Regions from separate parts of the Xenopus laevis genome. Here region 1 is linked to region 2. A link is a contact called in public Hi-C data. All regions are on one chromosome and are shown on one strand. The core of a region is the stretch at or near the end of the contact, and the rest is flanking DNA. Distances in the headings are between cores, read along the strand shown.

Evidence for each region. A called contact is a pair of places that touch in the nucleus more often than the background predicts.
Region 1: a Hi-C map of the XTC cell line shows a contact between it and region 2, with 3 times the contacts expected there. The contact joins two enhancer-like sites. A contact is called at or near these places in 2 of 4 Hi-C or Micro-C datasets (the XL177 cell line and the XTC cell line).

The regions. Positions count from the first base shown.
Region 1 is chr1L:169,136,271-169,142,912 of Xenopus_laevis_v10.1, reverse strand. All of the region lies in intron 3 of LOC108716118 (autism susceptibility gene 2 protein), which reads left to right. Among protein-coding and RNA genes, the nearest start is that of LOC108716118, 150 kb to the left of the region's middle. Within about 2 kb of position 1,307, at least 1 of the 7 cell types and tissues checked has an H3K27ac peak or open chromatin away from gene starts, as enhancers often do.
Region 2 is chr1L:168,965,789-168,972,766 of Xenopus_laevis_v10.1, reverse strand. No RefSeq gene overlaps it. Among protein-coding and RNA genes, the nearest start is that of chfr.L, 18 kb to the right of the region's middle. Within about 2 kb of position 3,011, at least 1 of the 7 cell types and tissues checked has an H3K27ac peak or open chromatin away from gene starts, as enhancers often do.

The DNA of each region.
Region 1 (6,642 bases), core at 58-2,557, 170 kb before region 2:
ACCATTGGTAGATTTGCTATACAGGTATAGGATTCCTTTACCGTGAAACCCGTTACCTGGAATGCTCCAAATTATGGAAAGGCCATCTCCCATAGACTCCCATTTTATCCAGATAATCCAAATTTTTAATAAAAATAATAAAATGATTAATGTAAGAATAAAACGGTACATTGTATTTGATCCCAACTAAGATATAATTAATCCTAATTGGAAGCAAAACCAGCCTATTGGGCTTATTTAATGTTTACATGATTTTCTAGTAGACTTAAGCTCCCCATAGACGCAACGATTCTTCTTGCCGAATGACCGATTTTAGGGAAGTCCGACCAATCCTTCGAAATTATCGTGCGGTTAGTGGGATTCGAACGATCGTACATCTTACAATTTTTCGGCCGACATCTATCTGAAAATTGATCAGCCAGGTCAAAAAAACTTTGTCGGTCCCAATGCAATCTATATATGTTTGCAGGGCCAAGCAGGCAGCTCCCCTTTGTTTTTCTGGCAAATTGGTCTTTTTAGTTAATGATCAATTCGTACGATCGTTCCGAGAAAATCGTGGTCTCACGATGAGGATGGGATCTTTTAAAAATCTCAACATCTATGGCCAGCTTTAGGGCATGAAGATCCAAATTACATTATCCGGAAACCGCCAGGTCCCGAGCATCCAGAGCAGGTTTTTTTTTTCATATATAGGTTGTATGTTCTGTCTCTGCATGGGTTTTATGTGGGTGCTCCAGTTTCCTCTCATAATTCAAAAACCTATTGTCAGTTTAATAAGCTTAATGATGGTATTGACCCTTTTGTGTGAATGTTTGTAGGCCTGGAGTAAGCTTTGCAGTGGTACGGCTTATGTGAATGGTTAAATATTTCTCTCTGTTTATCTACGCACACTATCTCAGTGCTATACGATAATGAAAACAATTATAATACTGTATGCAATCATCGTACATCTATTATCTGGCGTGGCAACTGGATTCAACCGCAATGCATCCGGCTAGCTGAAGCCTTTCCCTGGTGCACTGTGCTGAAAGTGGAAGGGTTAAGAGTTAGAGCTCCTGCAGAAGAGCCTGTGACTCGCAGCTGGTAAGTTCTAATCAGCAGCAGATGTGCAGTAAGATCTGTCCTATCTCTGGCAACATTTACACAGAGATAAATAAGCCTTAATCATCTATAAATAACAGAGTGTCATGTCTAAGGATCACTAACCTTCTGTGCATCTCCCCCGGGACCCAGGGCAAGGCTTAATTACTGCAGCCTACTGCAAGGGACTAAGTAATCAGAGGCCGGGTATTGCATGCTGGGATAGGAGGGAGTCTCACAGCCAAGCTGAGTGCTTTATGCACACACAGGTTTCTTGCCTTTTAACCCCTCTGTGAATATATTTATATATATATATATATATATATATATATATATATATATATATATATATATATATATATATATATAGAAAACATTGTAAACATTCTTATTTAGTATGCATAGACATGTTAAAATATAAATATTGTTCCTCTTCCCTCGTCACATGCTCCTATGTCTCATGCTAGTATCAATAAGGGTAATAGGGTAATGCATTTGATAAGAAATATAACAAAAGTGGTGTAAAGGTGATACCTTTGTTAAGGTGATTATACCAGCAAATCCAGTATATTTTTTCAAAGCAACTATGGTGGATGTGAATGCAGATGAATTGGCAGACAAGATGGAATATCCAAAAACCACCAGCACACCCTGGCCTCTCAAAGGATATTGTTCCGGTGCCCAGCAAAAAAGGGTCGGCACCCTCAAATAGACTTGGATAAAGAAGAAAATTACCGACACTCAGGACTCAATGCAAGCGGCCAGAAAATTACCGGCACTCAGGACTCGATGACTCAGCCCCTGTTAATAAAGTCTGTCCTGAGGGTTTTGAGTTGCTAATTTCCTTCTGTATCTAAACAGATGCAGCCGAAATGTTAGAGTAACATTTCGGGGGCACGCCCCTTCGTCAGACCAGACCAAACCAAACCAAACGGTCTGTCGAAGGGGAGTACCCCCGAAATGGTACTCTGTAATAAACACGCAGGGCCTGGCCCACTTGCATCGAGTCTTTATCCAAGACAAGATGGAATATACATACCTGTATACAAAAACTGAGGTGCATGCATAGGGCTATGCAAAAGGCACATACATGGTATAAACTCATTAGAAATAAATAGACTAGGCAGAAATTAGACCTAAGGGCAAAGGCACACTGGTCGTTCTGTTGCTCTTTTGGTCAAGTGGAAATACCTTTTTATTGAATCCCATAGTAATTGCCTAATCTCAGCCAGCTTTACATGCCCCTTCTACTTTTTTTTGTTTTTAGAAATTGGTTCCTAGTAATATTGGAGGTTTTGTGTTTATATATATATATATATATATATATATATATATATATATATATATATATATATATATATATATATATATATATATATATATATATATATATATATATATATATATATTGGGGTTTTGATATATTGTAGCATGTGATATATAGTCTCCATTATGAAAGGTTGTATCTCAGAAGAGCATGTGGGTGAAAAAGTAGTTGAGCTGTCATGAAACGCGTAAGGCTGCGGACACAATAAACTCTTTTCACGTTGAACTGATTACCTGGTGTAAGTTTGCCTTCTTTGAGTGCCTGCTCCAAAGACTTTTCGGATTGTCCGCTCCCCGTGCTGAGGGCTCAGGGCGGTGAACCTGGGCCTCTTCCCTCTTGTGGTGAGTAATCACTTTCTACCTGGAGACCCTAACTTCAGACCTATGAGTAAAAATTAACCTCTTAAAATCAATCTGTTTTAATTTTAACGTTGGAGAGAGGCAAAATAAAAAGACTTACAAATACAGTTAGTAGAAATAAAGTATAGTATAAATAATTTATGCTTATGTTAACGTTATGCTTATTGTTTTACCATATACTATTAAAAAGTAGGCAAAATAGATTTTTTTTCAAGGCCTGGTTGCACTTATGGTGCATTGGTGCCACACTGTGGGGAAAAAGAATATCAGTATGTTAAACATTGATTCTGAGCTTGCACATTGAACTTGTCACAACACTTTCCTCTTCATCTTTTGGTCCTCTATAAGTTAAAATGTTCTGCATCCAAAATGCTACGACAAAGCTGAACAGTCTTTCAATAAGTAGCAGTTTATATGCAAAGGAGTTATAAAGCAGCGGTGCTAACGTTGTTTTATATGTTTACAATAGTCATTTTCATCTGTCTTTGCTAAAGCCTCATTGTATCTTCTTATCAGCCAGAATAAGACTAAGGGAGAAAACATATGCCTAATTAGCTGTATATTAATAGTTTTTTTTTAAACTAGTTAACATGTAAATGCAAGCTGTTTCTAACTGTTCCAGAGAACATAATTTGACTATTTTTTATTGTTTTATTTTAATCTTTATTTTATTACTTTAAAAAAACAGCAGGGAATTACTCTGAGATGTGCAGACATCTTAAGCTGACCATACATGGGCCAATATAAGCTTCTGACTTGGCCCCTTCAGACTGAGTTGGCAGCTTACTTGTTGGCAGTTCTCTATCTATGTGCATTTCTGAGAAGGCCACAAAGGTGTAGAATAAGGGTGGCAAATTTATAAGAGCAACATACTGTTATGGGCCACATTGTTCATGGAAATTGCATGGCACAAATAATACAAAGAGCCTTACTGGATATTGGGTGCGCTGCAAGGGAGGAGTTGGGCTGGGGATAGTGGGCAAGCACATCAGATGATTGAAATCTGGCTCAGTCAACTGGATTGATGTAAAGGTTACACCGCTGCACTCTAGAGCAGTGAAAATGTGATGAATTATGCTCACAATACCTGCCTAAATGCTTTAAGGAGAACTAAACCCTAAAAATGAATGTGGCTAAAAATGCCATATTTTATATATTGAACGTATTGCACCGGCCTAAAGTTTCAGCTTCTCAATAGCAGCAATGATCCAGGACTTCAAACTTGTCACAGGGGGTCACCATCTTGGAAAGTGTCTGTGACACTCACATGCTCAGTGGGCTCTGAGCAGCTGTTGAGAAGCTAAGCTTAGGGGTCGTTGCAAATTATCAATCAGAAAATGAGGCTGGTCTGTAATATAAGATGATGCTACAAGGCTGATTATTAAATTTTGATGCTAAATGCACTGGTTTCTGTGCTGCCATGTAGTAATTATCTGTATTAATTACTAATCAGCCTTATATTGTCACATTTCTATTCTATGTGTACTGTATATTGTGAGTGGGTCCCTAAGCTCAATAAGTGACAGCAGCACAGATCATGTGCAGTGAATCAGCAGAAAAGAAGATGGGGAGCTACTGGGGCATCTTTGAAGACACAGATCTTTCCTGCTAAAGGGCTGTGGTTGCCTTGGGCTGGTACAGAAGCACAAAACATAAGGTACAACATTTCTGCCTACTTCTTTAGTTATGCTTTATTTCTCCTTTAAAATTGGTTGTTCAGCTTCCAACACTATTTTCTGTTCTTTTTAGATTACCAGTTCACCTGAAATAGAGACTTTTTCCAATTACTTTCTTTTGGTGTTTTTCTAATATTGAAGTTTAAAATTTAATTTCTCACCTTCTTATGTCTTTCTACAGCAGCTCTGGGAGGGGGTCACCTACTCTGTAAACTGTTCTAATTTGATACATTAGTTGATACATTATATGTGTCCCTGTAGAGCAGAATCCCTGAGTTTCATTAAAGGCAGCTGTTAGAATTTATAAATAGCTTCCAATATTCCACAGATGTTGCTGAGAAATGGATCAACTGAATGTTACAACATTGTAACAGTTCAGAATCTGCACCTGAATTACTGAGCTGCCAAACTGAAACACCAGAGACAGGGACATTAAAGGAACAGTAATAGCAAAAAGTGGTTTAATGTAATGAAAATGTAAACTGTTGCGCTGCACTGGTAAAACTTTTGTGTTTGCTTTTTGCTTCAGAAACTCCACTATAGTTTATATAAACAAGCTGCTGTGTAGCCATGGGGGCAGCCATTCAGTCTGAAAAAAGGAGTAAAGATACCGGGTACATAGCAGATAACCGATAAGCTTTGTAGCATACACTGGTATTCATCAGAACCTATCTGTTATCTACTGTGTATCCTGTGCTTGAATGACTGAACTTCAGCTTGTTTATATACACTATAGTTGTGTTTCTATAGTAAACACACCAGTTTTACCAGTGCAGGGCAACAATACGTGATATTGTCATTATTTTAAAACACTTACATTTTTTGGTGTTACTGTTCCTTTAAACTTAAATTTTGTAATAAAATAAAATAAAATAAAGTAGAAAATGGAAAGCAGTTGAAAAATGTCTTTATTTCTGGTGAACAATCTGAAAACAACTGAAAAAGTGTTTGGAAGGCGAACAACCCCTTTAATGTAGACTGTAAAGGTAAAATAATGTCTGGGAGCTGTTTTGGTATTTTTAGGCTGAGACCCTGGTTCCAGTCAAAGCAAACCTTAATGTTTTATAGTAGTGCAGGTATGGGACCTGTTCTGCTTGGGTATTGGGTTTTTCAGGAAAGGGATCTTTCTTTTATTTGGATCACCATACTTTGTCTACTAAAAATCATTTGAACATTGACTAAACCCATTTGTTTTGTCTCCAATAAGGAGTGCTTATATCTTAGTTATAATCAAATATAATGTTACTGTTTTATTACTATCAACAAAAAGACAAAGCTTTAAAGTCTATGGGAGATGGCCATTCTGTATTTCTGGATAACTAGTGTCTGTATAAGGGATCCCATACCTGTACAATCTTGATGCTTCCTACTCCCTGGCAACAGCCTAGCTAAATATCTCTGTGATAAATTACTTAAAAATTAGGTTTTTTTTTGGTTTGGGAATGAGGTGTTGTATATGCCATTGGCTGGCAATGTTTGGTGATATAATATGTTATCTGTAGAAGTGTTTGTGCATCCTTCTCCTTCTCTATACCAGCTGGGTATTGGTGGCAGTGCTAGTTAAAGAATCCAAGAAAGGGAAATGAGAAATACAATTGTGAGTTAAAAATAGTGGGGGAACACTTGTGGGATTATGCAATGGAATATAGGATAGTTGCTTAGCTTTATGGGTTCCTCTTATATATAAACAGAAGCTAAATCTGTTAGGACTGTATTTAACATGCAGTCGCTTCTGTTGTTGTGTTTTTCACCCTTTCACTTGTCAGCTCAGTCCTGGATCAGCTTCTCTCTTGGTTACAACTGAGGTTTATTAAGCTTCATCCCAGTAACATATGTGCTTTGTCTGGATATCAGAGATGGGAAGAAGACAAAGGTTTTCCCTGAGGGAGGTCAGGAATGTAAGCGGTGTCTGGAGTGACATCAGGATTGCAATCCTTCTGTCTGTGCCTAAAGCCATGTTCAGGACAAAGATAAAATTATGTCCGTGGCTGTTTATAAAGAGAGAGAGTTTGGAGACATTACAGGAATCTTTAATCTTTAACTCAGCATCTGCTATGCATTACGTAGAGAGTAAAGAAATTTATAACTGGATTTTTCTTCTATTAAATACATGTTGCGGAAAATTGTTACAGAAAATCTGTGTTTATACACTGATAAGAATGGTCACAATTTGCTGAACTACCAGGCCAAATATGGGTGT
Region 2 (6,978 bases), core at 1,762-4,261:
AATAATTGAAGTTTGCAGTTGAAATGTATCCCTTTCTATTTTCTGATTGACTATTGAAACAAAGAAGCTGAAACCCATTCACTTCCAGGCCTGTCAATTTACCCATTTTTGCTGTATTGTTTTGAGTAGTGCAAAGAATATAAACAGACACGCGCAGTAGTTATTTACAAGTCATTCCACAATTAGCTGTGTCAGGGGAAAACCTGCCCCCTTCTTACTGCTGCAACAAAAGAGAAGTTGTGACATGATCACATGCAAGGGCTGCTCCCGAATGTATTTAAGGTGCTCTAGACATAACCAGTGAATCCTATAGAATCTACGTGGCTGGCATAAGTGTGCCATGATACACGCTACAGTTCCATTTTGATTTATAGCATGCTGTGTGTTTACTGGCTACAATCAGCATAGCAAGATCCAAAGTAAAGTGCACAATAAGCGGGATACTCATTTATGATACAGATATGATATCTTTATCTGCTTACGAAGCAATACATGTCTATATTTGTCAGTCTCTAAATGAGTGACACATATATGTTTGTGTGTTTCTCAGATTACCTTCAATGCTTCATTTGAAAACCTGGCCAGACAGAGTATTCACCCTAGAGAGCACTTGATCGGCAGCGGCAAGTAAATGTGCTGCAAGTGACATAGGAAGCCTGGAAGACATGGGGTGTGACCTTCCTCCCTAGAAATAATCATCAAAACTGCCTTAGTACATATCCATTAACACACATCAGCCATACACAGTGCATAAAACTCAAACACATATATAAAAGATGTCATTTCTGGCTCGGCCACTCACATACAGGAGAGTTAATGGGTTCCTGTTTAAATCAATGAATAGGACATTGATCAACGTGGAGCAATAACTGCCAACATCTGCAAAGTTCTGGGTGTTCCAAGGCGTGAGCTGATGGCTAGACTTGCTATAAATGGCACACCTCCCAACCGGTTTTCACTGAACAGTCCCGAATTTGACAGCTCAGCCCGCACTCCTGGATTTTTACTGAAATTTCCCGACTTCCTATTTGATGTCCTGCACTGAACAGCCAGAAAAAGATACAAAGTTTCCGAAATTGAATGAAATAAGAGGCGCTTGGCAGAGAGCCCAGAACAGTCAGCAACTGCACGTTGATACATTTGTAACAATTTAAGATAAAGATACAATTGTAACTATTTAAGATAAGCAGGTCTCTTGGGAGGACTGAGACTTGCAGCTTAAAGGGCAATTCACCTTTATTAGCAAAACTGTAATAACACATAAAACATTGCCCTGAAAACTCCCAGAAATGTGTTCAAACTTTCCATAACCAGCCAAATTTTGTAAAATGGACGTGGTGTTCAGGGGGTTTGGCCATAAAATCTTTGTCCCTCTTTCCGTTTTTGGAATTTTGGGAGGTATGAAATGGCTCATAGTACTTCATGCCCATTATACAGGACATGAGAGTTGTGTTCATTATACTTGCACTGCAATGAAATCCTTCTTTTCAATGCCTACAACTCAGTCCCTTCACTGTTATACTAACACTATACTACTATGGAGTCCATACATTTTCAGGGACAAAGGTCTCTTGAGAGCTAAATAGTTGCTGTTTCTGGAACTTAAAGGGACATTATACACCCTTTTTAATATGTGTTAATGAATGTGCCTTGTTATACACATACTTTTTGCCTATTGTTTAAATCACAATAAATGTATTTTGTTATTTATTAAGATAAACAGGGCAAAAATGGAAACTGAGTGAGGTACAACATACAGTAGATTATTCATGATTAAACCAATAAGCAAAAGGTATGTTCAGCACAAGCCCTATTAATTCAACTCGTGTTGACCAAGGGGGTATCCTGACACTTTAACTAGTTCTGCCAAGGTCACATATCCAACTGAGATACTGTACACGACATTTAGTTGCCATTAGCAGCTACACCTAAATGTTACCAGCTGTGTGTAAAGGCCCTACAGTACAAAGATTTTCTCTCTCACAACTTTGGTGACACCCCTAGACATCCTCACAGACTATCCAGCTAAACACAAACGTTACACCTGACTTAAATGAATGACAAATCTCAAATAAGAAGGGATGCACCAAATTCAGGTTACAATGGGGAGTGGATACTATTATTGAGGGAGACTTTACGGTGGGGAATGGATACTATTATCGCAGGTCCCGGCCCACACATCACATATAGATATATATATATAGATATACTGTGTATATGTATATATATATAGATATATATATTTATATATACAAAAAAGCAAAAGATTGCACACACTCCGGATATGATGATGATACATTTGGTTTACATCAACGTTTCGGTTGTGCAAGATATGTCTCCAAATGAATACAATATCAATAAAGTACATACATTTAAAATCTGCATCTTGAGAAAGGTTGCAGACCACAACCGAAACGTTGATGTAAACCAAATGTATCATTTGTACTTAAATGATTGTAGAAAAAGATATCCGGAGTGCGTGCTACCGTTTGTTTTGTGGGTGTTTCAACCACAGCACAGCACCCAGCAACAATTAACATCGAGATAGCATGTGTGCGGACAGGGGAGGTGTAGATATAGGGTGGGGGCTACAACATGGAGCTTTCCCTTGTTTGTTATAGTTATACAGGAGCAGTGACCAGCTCCATGTTGAAGCTCCCACCCTTCCCAGCTATAGTCAGGTGATCCCACTGGTGTCTAATAAAAGGGCAGCCAAGTATGGAGGTTTACTTTGAAAGCAGCTAGTAAGTTGCAGGTAAAACTTAGTCCCTTTGTAAAATGTATAATGAAGCAATAGAATTCTTAATGAATCAGATAAAATTGAGCATAGGACTGGCCAGATATGGGATGACTTTGACGTAGTTGGTCAGCTTAAATATATTGCAATATATGGACAAACAATCCCTGTTTTGTTTAAAGAGAGAGCCATTTTTTAGTAGCAGTACACACCCACCCCCTCTGCCCCACAGTACTCACTATGTTTGCCTGATGTCGCCGGTGTTGTCACAACCCCGCCCCTGCTATCATTGAGCAGCCCCCCACACTCCCACCCTGGCCGCTATTAGAAGACAGCATAGGTGGTAACCCTATCTGAGGTGGGACCTGGGGAAAATGCCCTTTCTGCCCTGCTCTTTTACACATATTGACGTTTTCCAATAACTCTGGTAAATATGTACTACATCAGTTGCTTTTGGGTTCTTATCTTAGCAGAAGTGAAGAAACTGGTACTTAAGACTTGGTCAATATCTTATCTAAAAATGTGAATGTCAAAGTTTAAGAGCTTTGAGCCCTTATTGCAAAGATAAAGCAGTCACCAAGTGACAGGCACTAATAATACCAATGGTTTGTCAACAGGAGTGTGACCCCCGTCATTAAAAGGCGCGGTGGCACTTTGTAGCGTAAGCGTAATCTACTGAGAAAAAGTGTTTATCTGTTTTATATGCTCTCTATCTGCTCCCCACATATCTACTCAGTAGACTTTGATATTAGAACTGCAAACTACAACATAACAGGCTATAAAAGAGCATTGTAGATAGTATGGCTTATCTTTTTAAACTTATCTACTGAAAGAAAGGATTCTGTCCCTCACTGATAGCAAAACTGGATTTGTACGTAAGGATAAAGCCTGAGAAAGCAAATGGATTGGCAAATACAAAATAACAAAGCACCTGTCAATAATGGCAACAATTCTGAATGTGTGGGTATTACATAGGTTTGTACTAGGAATCTTGATTACAAGAGTATCTATAGAATGCTAGCATTACTCATAGACTTTGAAAGAGGAATTTGAGTTTTCCAATATGGCAAATCAAATGTGGTTATCAAATGTTATACCATGTTTACCATCAACGTATCTACACAGGGGAGACATTGAATGAGGAAAAAACACTGATCTTTAGTGATGAGCCAAGTTTTACCGCAATAATTACGCCCATTGATTCCAATAAGTGAAAAAAATTGTTGCGTGCCAAGAAAATGTTTGTCACCCATAGACCAATGCATTTCAGTGAATTTTCAGCAAAAGTGAAATGGGGCAGATACACCCGTCACAACATGTGCCCAGGCAGGCACAGCATTAGTGTTAGTGCACAGATGGGGTTTCATGCCACAATTCGCCCCATCCAGGTAGATGCTGTGCCTGTTAGTGCACACCAATGTTGGGGGGCAGAAGAAAACAGATGAGTGTTTTCACTCCCAGCACAGATAATTATCTGTTTCTTGGCCCTTAGTATTGGCTGACTGGATAATTATTGATTGCCCCAGTAGATTATTTTCAATGCAAGTTCAACTGGAGGGGTTGAACTTGATGGACTTTGTCTTTTTTCAACCCAATTTAACTATGTAACTATCACAATCAGCACCCTAAATCCAGAACAATATCTAGGCTCCCTGGTCTCAGATCTGTTTCCGCCTGTAGCAGCTGCATTTCACTTTGTGAAGAGCCCTCGGGTAATCGGAGTTCTGGACGAGCAAAGGGGCATGATTGTTTACCAAGGATTTAGGACAGAAGGCAACACAACTCAGAAGGATCAACTGGAACAGACAGGCCCGGGTCGGTACAGGTAGAGTTCTCAGGATAGTCAGACAGGCAAGGATGAGGATTGGAGAGTTCAGAATAGTCAGGCAAGGGTCAAAACCAGGATACACAATAAGATTCACGCAGAATAATCACCCAGGAACTAAACACATTAGACCTAACAACAGGCAACTCATTCAAATCAAAAGTCCCTTTAAATTTCGCACCAAAGCGCAATGACGTCATCACGCCGGTGCGTAAAACCCAGAAGTGTGCCATAGAGGAAACCGACACCAAAGGAAGAGGAACCAGCGGCGGGTGTCCCCGACGGCCACTAGACCACCGGGGTAACTGTAACTTTTTTTTTCCATCATAGTTTTGTGGAAATGTTAAAGGGATCCTGTCATCGGAAAACATGTCAGTTAACATGCATCAGTTAATAGTGCTGCTCCAGCAGAATTCTGCACTGAAATTCATTTCTCAAAAGAGCAAACAGATTTTTTTATATTCAGTTTTGAAATCTGAATTTCCCAGCTGCCCCTGGTCATGTGACTTGTGCCTGCACTTTAGGGGAGAAATGCTTTCTGGCAGGCTGCTGTTTTTTCTTCTCAATGTAACTGAATGTGTCTCAGTGGGACATGGGTTTTTACTATTGAGTGTTGTTCTTAGATCTACCAGGCAGCTGCTATCTTGTGTTAGGGAGCTGTTATCTGGTTACCTTCTGGAGCAGCACTATTAACTGATTCATTTTGAAAAAAATGTTTTTTCCCATGACAGTATCCCTTTAAGACCACTTTCACTGAAGGAGATTTGTTTATGTACACCTATGGGGTATTTTGGAAGCAGAGAGAGAGAGAATAGTAATTCTAAGTAATCATGTGTTTTATTTTTGTGACTCTCCTGGAGAGGATGGGGCTGATTTATTAAGGGTGTAATATGTACTCAATGACATTCTGTAACATTCTGGCACAGTTCCCCAGGATATTATGTACGGAGACTAATGTACCCCTTATTGTAAAATAGGCTTTGCGCTTTTATACAGGTCATGAAACTCTGAGTTCACTTCTAATATCCTCATAATTTATATAGGCAATAATGTCTCTGAGTTTTCTGAACTGTAAAAACACTAGGCCTTTGGCCTTATGCCTTTATTTGGTCATGGAACTCTGCAACCTTTAATATCCTACTATTTTACAAAAGGGGGTACGTTGACACGTTTAATGGGGTCATCTGACACAAATTTCATCACAAAGCACCATTTATCCTTACATATTACAACAGGGGGTGCAATATTCAATATATATGGATAGGTCTTGAGTATTAAATATATATTATGCTGACCACAACAATATAGGTCTGACACTTGTCAGTAATAGTAACACTGATAAACACATAAACAGTAGACAAGATTAAAAAAGATTATTATTGATAAAATATTTTCACTTTCTGCTTTACTACAACGAATATGATGCAAAGTTCCCTGACATCAATGGGTTAAAAGGCAGATGCACAAATAGGAAAATTGTATATTTATTTGCAATCTTTAAATTGCACATTTCAGCAGGTTCAAAAAACATGTTTATACAATGGCCATTATCACTATCTGCTCATATTTTATTCTGAGCTATCTTTTGGACTAAGCCATAGTGCTTGAGAGATTACATAGTCAATAAAAAGCATGATAAATGGAAGATAAGGAACATAATTTGATTACGAATTTTAGATTCCTTCCACGTTGTAGAAATGACTGCTCTCCAGGAAGAAGATATATAAAATAAAATGAGGGAAAACAGGCATAAGCAGAATAGCAATGTCCCTTGTTTTATTACTGCACTAAGGAAAAGATAATCAGCGGCAGAATAATGAATTTATTTTTGCCTCTGCCACCAGCAAACTGACTGAACCGGCACAAATATTGCCAACATATTAAGAATTTAGGCCCAAGTACAGAGTTCAACGTGGGGGAACTTCTTTCTTAGAGGAACAGTAATGATTCATTTTCACCTGATATAAGGTCTAATGCTTATAAAATAAAATTTATTTCTGTTTTTATTGAGGCATGTTGTTATCAGCTCTGCTTAGTTCAGCCGCATTTTAATCTGCTGTCTAATCCAAGGCCAGTGTGGTCTTTTGTGTTCAATGGGGTCTATGGCCTGTGACCCATGGGATGTTTTGACCCTGACAGAAAACAGTGGCATTTTTAATGTCCCTACCAGGTTCCTATATGGGAAATGATTTGCCCTGGCAGAACTGGTTATGTAAAATACATTTCAATTCAATACAATTCAAGACCATAAAATCTATGGGTATTTTTAAATAATGGCTTTCTAGCAATGGTGCCAGTTGTACAAAAGTGGAGACTAAGGGGCAAGTGAAGCAAGAGGAAATAATTCAGCTTTACTTTTTAATGCCATGGAGAAAATGTATGCATGTACAGTATAACTTTATAACATTAATATTAT